Regions from separate parts of the Gasterosteus aculeatus genome. Here region 1 is linked to region 2. Evidence: chromatin contacts called from public Hi-C data. All regions are on one chromosome and are shown on one strand. Each heading gives the region's core, a stretch centred on a gene start, on an enhancer-like site or on the middle of the called end of the contact. The rest is flanking DNA. Distances are from core to core; before and after follow the strand shown.

Evidence for each region. Hi-C and Micro-C count contacts between places; a contact is called where the count stands out from the background.
Region 1: a contact with region 2 is called in a Hi-C map of skeletal muscle, with 2.8 times the contacts expected there. The contact joins the promoter of lbx2 here to the promoter of LOC120817343 in region 2. A contact is called at or near these places in 2 of 6 Hi-C or Micro-C datasets (both in skeletal muscle).

The regions. Positions count from the first base shown.
Region 1 is chr4:3,211,659-3,215,298 of fGasAcu3.hap1.1, forward strand. It overlaps lbx2 (ladybird homeobox 2), which reads left to right and starts at 1,477. Exons shown (of 2, transcript XM_040175638.2): 1 at 1,477-2,316; 2 at 2,918-3,640. The coding sequence starts at 1,992. The coding sequence ends at 3,381.
Region 2 is chr4:3,041,400-3,045,344 of fGasAcu3.hap1.1, forward strand. It overlaps LOC120817343 (transmembrane O-methyltransferase homolog), which reads left to right and starts at 1,476. Exons shown (of 3, transcript XM_040173475.2): 1 at 1,476-1,731; 2 at 2,044-2,240; 3 at 2,328-2,859. The coding sequence starts at 1,476. The coding sequence ends at 2,660. It overlaps LOC120817340 (LIM and calponin homology domains-containing protein 1), which reads right to left and starts at 1,503. Exons shown (of 29, transcript XM_078101913.1): 1 at 1,363-1,503.

The DNA.
Region 1 (3,640 bases), core at 227-2,726, 170 kb after region 2:
TAAATAATTATTATTATTATATATTTTTAGAAGTAATATGTGTGTCTTTCTGTAAGTGGAACATGTGCATCAAAAAAAACACACATTGTACTGTAATCCCCTTTACATTTCAAACTAATGTTTGAATTGAGGTGTCAAGGTGAGCCAAGCTCATATCTGCTCAGACCAGCTGAAATGATCCGTTTTATCACAACGATCCATGTTTGCGTCCCAATGCCTAAATTGAATTCATCCCCAAACACTCCTGCTTGTTATGGAGGAATATTTATTCAAAGCAGCCACAAAGGGTGGACCTCCAAGGTAGCTAATAGAATCCTGCTGTTTTATAACTCTGTCCCTAAACCAATGTCACCATATGCTGCTGTTGGCACAAGGCTCTGCGCAGTGGCTTCCTGAGCAGCAAATGGGTCAGAATAATCCCATTGTAAAAAAGAACCTAGTAATTCCACATTTTTTATTGAGCCTCTGGTTTATATTACAAGTCGGCACACAGAGAATATGATTCAGATGCCAAAATGTAAAGTCAATTTCATATGTTATTGTACCGTTAGGTGGCTTTTGTTCTATTTCAAGGATATACAAGGTGTTCACCTCCTTTGCATTTTTCTCAAACCACTACTCCTCTACATTTCGTTATGATTACATTTTATGTGCATTTTCCAAAAATGCATTAAAACGAATGAAGGACCCACGTGGTTGAATGTGTTGCATTTGTGGCGCCTTCAATGAAACGCGGCGTGTTTCCTGCTGCTGTCCTCGGTGCCCGTTGGTGTCTGTCTTACATCCTAAAAGCCTCACCGGTGAATATATCATGTTTGTCCGTCCTCAGCATGCGGCGTAACCTTTATTATCCGCTTGTTTTCACATCACAGGGCTGTAACTGGGGCTTGTAACTGCAGGGTCGCCAACGCGCGGATGATGAGTCGATACAAAATAATACAACATGAAAAATAACAGCATGGACAAAAATGAATAGTGGAATTCAACCCTGAAATGTTTATATTATATTAATTCCCGGCTTAATCATCAGACAATAAACATAAATAATATTTGTATCAGTGTGCAAAATAAACACGAGCCATAATTTAAATTAATTCATTTTTGCTTTCAGATGAGATCATCTATCTGCTGCCGCACAGGGGGACGAAACCCGTGGTGTTTAACAACGTGGTTTAAACCTCCACAGCTTCTGTTTAATTGTAGGCAAATCAGCTCAATACACTTCAGATCCGTAGATGATCTTATTGTTTCTTAAGCCAAAAATCCAGTGGAACATGCAATGCGTAATTACGCACGAAAACGACCAAATGTACCCCGCGGCTGGAGCGCGTTGTCGCCTCGCTGTTTCCTTCAGAACTTTTAATCCATATATATATATATATAAAACTCCATAATGCAAATAGGTGTTTTAATGGCCATCGGCTCCCCCTTTCTAGCAGAACACGCCAGCAGAGGGAAACAGATGCATAAACATTCACATCTTTCTCCTCGGCAGCAACAGACTCCTCCTCTCCCCCACGTCCAATTAGTTATTATGGTCTGGCCCTTTAAGACGCAGCAGCGGGTCAGCGAGTAGTGTAGTGTTACTCTAATTGAACTTCGCCCAATCAACAATAACTCGTTAGCGGCCGCTTTCTTTTTCTTGCTGCTTTTGAGACAGCTTCTTTTTTTTTGTGCCCTTGCAGGGATTCACCCCCCTCCAGTGTGTTACTTCCTAAAGATCTACATGGAGCTTGGCAGAGGAACTGCGACTCTCTGAGGGGAATACAGTCCGGCTGCCTTTTCGCCTGCGCCCGGAGCATGGTTCTTTTGGAGGAAAGCTCTCAGGCGAGCTAAATTGCGGCTTTGAGCGTCAACCTTTAGGAAGGGTGGTGGTGGTGGTGGGGTGGGGGGGGTTCCGCGACAAACGAGCGTGGAACACGTTTGTCCCAAACCCGCGAGTTGAATGAAATAATCAACTTTTCTGGAAGCAGCGATTCTCCGGGACTGCGATGACCTCCAGTACAGACATGAAGGCAGGTTCTGTGTTACACTCCGGCGGCGAGGAGAGGAGACGGGCTCCGCTGGACCAGCTGCCGCCGCCGGCGAACTCCAACAAGCCCCTGACGCCGTTCAGCATCGAGGATATCCTTAACAAACCCTCGGTCAAGAAGTCGGTCGCCAGTATCTGTCCACCCAGAGTGCTGGAGAAAGTCGCGGGCTCCAACTCCGCGCGCAACGGGATCACCACTCCTTCGTCACCGCTGTGCGCGCTGGAGGAGCTCGCCAGCAAAACGTTCAAGGGGCTGGAAGTCAGCGTGATCCAAGCGGCAGAAGGTAAAGAGGTTTTACGCACTTCTACATATAGATTGAACTGATCTGACGCCGAGTCACGGCGGCCATCGCTGGGCTGCTGTGGATGTAGATGTGGAATCGCTTCTGACGGCTGTATAGGAATGCGTAAATGGAAAATGACAGATTCACGCACGTTAATGTGCATGCAAGTGATCTGTTGCACGGGTCGAAAGTGTCCAACAGTGTGCTGTTGAAAAGACAATGAGAACGGCCTGTGCTCTAGTTATGTCGGAGGAAAATGACGTGAACCCAAATGACTGTTTCTGCAATAACATCAACCCGAACATGTTAAAAAGTGGGAAATTATTGTTTTGGCCCAAAATGTGGCGCAAATTTCACCCTTTTACTGAATGATTTCACACTTTTTCAGTAATATTTCTCTAATTGTGACGGTTTTTAATTAAAAGAGGTGTACAGTCAAATTTAAAAGAAAGAAAAAAATCCATTTATAAAAGAGAAAAACAAGCGTGTAAACCAAGAAAAGGCCTATAGGGTATTTTTGATGGGGGAGAGGGGGGGGTGGATAGGTCACCTTGCGGTTGTTTGATTTTCTCGTGTGTTTTTCTTCTCCCACCCCTCGAAGGTCGGGAGCATGTCAACGCGTTCGGACAGAGGCAGACGTCGAAGAAGAGGAGAAAGTCGCGGACGGCCTTCACGAACCACCAGATCTACGAGCTGGAGAAGAGGTTCTTGTACCAGAAGTACCTGTCACCGGCCGACCGGGACCAGATCGCGCAACAGCTGGGGCTCTCCAACGCGCAGGTCATCACCTGGTTTCAGAACCGCAGGGCCAAACTCAAGCGGGACCTGGAGGAGATGAAAGCCGACGTGGAGTCGCTGAAGAAGATCAACCCGCAGACGCTGCAGAAGCTCGTCAGCATGGAGAGCATCGAGGAGTCCCACGGCGGGGGCTCCGAGGCCAGGTCGCCCAGTGTCTCCCCGACCTCGCAAGGACACCGGGCCTTCCCACAGTCCCCCTCCTCATCCAGAGACCAAACCACGGATGAGTTCTCGGAGGACGACGAGGAGATCGAGGTGGACGACTGACAGTCAGGGGGGCTGTGCTTTTCATAAACAACTAAAAAGAATATTTAAAAAAAGGGGATTTCTTTTTTATAATCCCAAACTTTTTTTGCACGGATATTATCAAAAAAAGGAGAATATATACATTTAAAAAAAAAATTCAAGATTTGTTTTCCCTCCTCCGCTCTCTCCTGTATTTAATTTATTAATCGGACCTAAAGTCCGTCGTTTAGGTTCCGCCGCCGTATTTGAGGACTACCTGGTTTCCTTTCTGACGAGCCAG
Region 2 (3,945 bases), core at 226-2,725:
AGAAACTTTGCGTAAACTACGTTAACAGGATTCCCTTTTCGGACAAATCTTAGTTCCCGTTGCCATGGTTTCGCTGGTTAGGCTGTTTTGAGGGACAGAAGGGATCCTTGCAGGGAACATCTATTTGAAATCTCCAATTTAAGTTTGAAATCTCTGGAAACATGGTGTCAATGGTGTCAAAGTGCAACACCAAGCCAGATGAAATGTCGATGCAAACAGTTTTGGCCACACAAACCGTTTCAACGCATTAAGCACAAATCAAAACACTATTAAAAGCCATTCGTTTGTACCCAATGTTCGCTGACCTTCAGGCAATACTTTCCCAGTTCCTATACAGACAGTTTGTTCACAGGCTTGATGTATTTTCACATTCTCACATATTTGCTGACCTCCTGTGGAATGAAGCAGCACTGAAAGGTGGGAGGAGCTCGAAGCGGTTCATCTGTAATGATTCACCTGGCCCTCCTCTCTTCGGCTCCTCAGGCTTCGATTTCCTGGATCAGAAAAAAGGCTCTGTGGATTTCCTCCATTGTATTCGGATCTCTTTCCCACAAGGCTTCTGATTAGGAGACAGTCACGGTCGGTTTATCTGTTTCTGCTGCTCGCATTGTTGACAGTCCCATCTGGGTTTGACAGGTCACTCTGGTAAGTATTACACCGTTGCTGCAAACGTGTCACCTCTTCTGTCTCAGGAAATCCCAAAGAAAGAATTTTCTTTTCTTAGAACTATTTCAGAATTCACGAAAAGCACCATGTTCATATTTTTTACTTCAACACCACTGACTTCATGGTAACCCTACATTTGTATATTCAGTATTTTTTGTGTTTATTCCAAGATGTAGCTCATATGGACTTTGCCTTTTTTAAAGATTAATATAAAAAAACGTACTAATTTATCAATTGATTTATTAATTTAACAGTATATAGTACTTCCGTTCTTTATTCATCAGAATCCTAGTGTCGTGTATTTACTGCATTGTACGTTGGTTGAATTTCTTTTGATCCAGAAACAGATTTATTCACGGTAAGCACTTCTTCTGAAATGTAACTGTAAGTGTAAGACATGCAGTGACTTTTATTTACCTGCATTTCCAAGTATGTTAAGAGCAAGTAGTGCCTGCAGAGGGAGCCAGAGCTCAGGTGATTGTTGGTGGTTGCCTTAGAAACGCACATTATTCAGTCCATATATTGCTTCGGGCTTTTAATTATTCCTGCGTAAGGTTGAGTATAAAACCGTCATTATGACCCTTTGAGCTCCTATTTCAGAATGATGGAGAATTGAGTGTGAACGTTAGAACATCTGCACGCCAACAAAGCACAAGTCCGAGTTGTGATTTATTCAAAACCGGGACGGAGAAATACCTCAAATCTGTGCTGTGGAACGGGACCCTCGTCGTTAATCTCGCGTGTTCTCGCTCTCCTCTTTTCACCCCCAGCTTCTCCCGGGCCTTCCCGCCCGCGCCACAACTCCTGAAATGTGGCTGGTGGTCGCCTGCGTCCCGCTGCTTCCCGCCGTCTTCATGGTGAGCGCTCGCTGCCGCGTCAAAGTGGCCTCCCTGTGCCACGGGGCTCTGGCCTGGGCGCTGAGGCTGCTGCGAGGGAGAGCGTGTGCAAAGAGCACCCACGCCTTCGTGTTCTCCCAATGCACCCACGGCCAGGCCGACAGCGTCCTGCAGACCTTTGAGCTGTACGCCGACACACACCCGTCTCTCTGCATCGGCCCACTGACCGGTCGGTATGCGGGGTCCCTTCAGTGCATCAAGTCACAAGTCATGAAAATCTTGCAGATCATTCATTTAAAGCTGTTAAAAAGTCTTCAAATGAACACTGACTTTTCCATTTCACTCACAACAGCTAAAAGTAAGACAACACTTAACTTTTTAATATAACTGAATTTGGGCTTTTGATCATTTGCATTTCTGTTTGGAATTCCGCGACACTCGACCCTTGACATCAGAGTAGCGGTGCCGGGTCAACGATTAGTCCCAGATGTGGCGAAGGGGGCCGATAAAAGGAATCACCATCAGCTGTCATCCCTCCCAGGTGAGGCGCTGGACGAAGCGGTGAGGCGGCTCGGCCCGTCCCGGGTGTTGGAGCTCGGGATGCACTGCGGCTACAGTTCAGTCCGCGTGCTGCGTCTGCTTCGCCCAGCTGGCCGGCTGATCGCGGTGGAGCTGGACCCACTGGCCGCGGAGCTCGGGGAGGAGGTCATACTTGTGGCTGGCTTCAAACACTCGCAGGTCCGCCCAGGGAAGGACGAGGGTTTGGGCTCTACTGCACCGAAATAAGATGTAACCGTGCTCATTGAAAGGGTTCCACCCGTTCAGTTCCAGGTGCTGACATCCAGCTCGGCGGAGGCCATCCCAACTTTGCGTTCGTTTCTCGAGGTCAATCAAAGGGTCAGCGATGGGCTGGATCTGGTTCTGATGGACCACGACCCCGCGCAGTACCTCCCAGACCTGCTGGCTCTTGAGAGGGAGGAACTGCTCTGCCCGTCCGGCTGCTCCGTCCTTCTGATCTACGGCAACCGAAGAGCCAGAAATCGAGGAGATGTCCTGGATTGGATCAGAGCGAGGCCCGACCGCTACAGCGTCAAGTCAGAACTTCAGTTCATGACGGAGATCTTCTACCAAAATAAAAGCACGAGGGTTGATGAGTGAGAAGAAAATCTAAAGACGTGGTTGTGTGCTTCCGGTTTTTTTTCTCCACTTTATCAACCAATGGTGTAAAATACAAAGTGCGAAATACTATTTTTCCTATTACGTTCCTTAAGAAACTAAAGGAAATCGTTAAGCGATTCATTATCAAGTATGTAAACAGTTTTTATGCTATGAATTAAATAACAGCAGATAAGGAAAGGGTCATATTACTATACTTTTTCTCTTTGGTTGCTACACCGTACATGGCCCCTGAGAGACAAACAATAACACGTATACAGAAGGAACTGCTGAATTCACATTATTGCATATAAAGTATTAATATTCCAGATTTTACCATGTGTTGAAAAATGCACATGAGTGAATTGTCGGATTTACTATTTCAATAACTCACACAGGTAGGGTGGGGGGGATACAAAATACTACTTCTTTTTGTTTGTAATATCCCCAAAATCCCAAAGCTGCGTACACGATCGGCCCTGCTCGCAACAAAGGAAACAAAGAAAACGTCCTGCATGCAGAGCCCTGAGCAACCACTTGAGGGCGTCACGTCTCTTTGAAAGAACAAACTGATGCACCGGTCTGGTTTTCACAAACAAGCCTTTAAAGGGAGATTCCACCCACTTTAAAAACATGCACGTTCTCCCCCCGTGACACATGGGGAATACCTGTGAACCTCAGGAAACAACCTTTGACTTTGAGACCTTGACCTTTGACTTTGAGACGTGTTCTGATTCCCCCGTGAAGATCGTTATGATCCACACTCCCTCTTGTGCATCTTGTTTACAATTCAAAGTAGAGCGCTATTCAAGAAACTGCCCCCAGTCGCTTTATTGCCCCCCCGTCTTCTAGTAATAGTATTCAAATTGGTCATGAAGTGAGCGATTCAGTCCTGCAGCATGGTGTGCGTCACAAACGAGGGGAATCACAGTTTTCCTGTGTTTAGAACTCAGACTCTGATGATACAAAAGACTTTCAGAGCAGCCGGAACGCCATTATGTGGTTTAGAGACAATTTAGTGCGGCACTAAAGCAAATAATATTGCTGCAAAACCACAATTTAATTAAATGCAATTTATCCAAGAGCCCTGGGCCTCAACTCAAGGTCATAATTGTTGAACAACAGCGCAATAAATGTGAAATGATACAAACCCGGGGAGCTCGCTGCAGTTACAGAGAGACAGGTAGAAAAAGAGAGTCGGGGGAAGAGAAACGCGTAATGGAGCAGGGAGGGTTTGACGAGCTGCATGAATACTTTATAATCTCATGCATGGATCATTATTTGCACA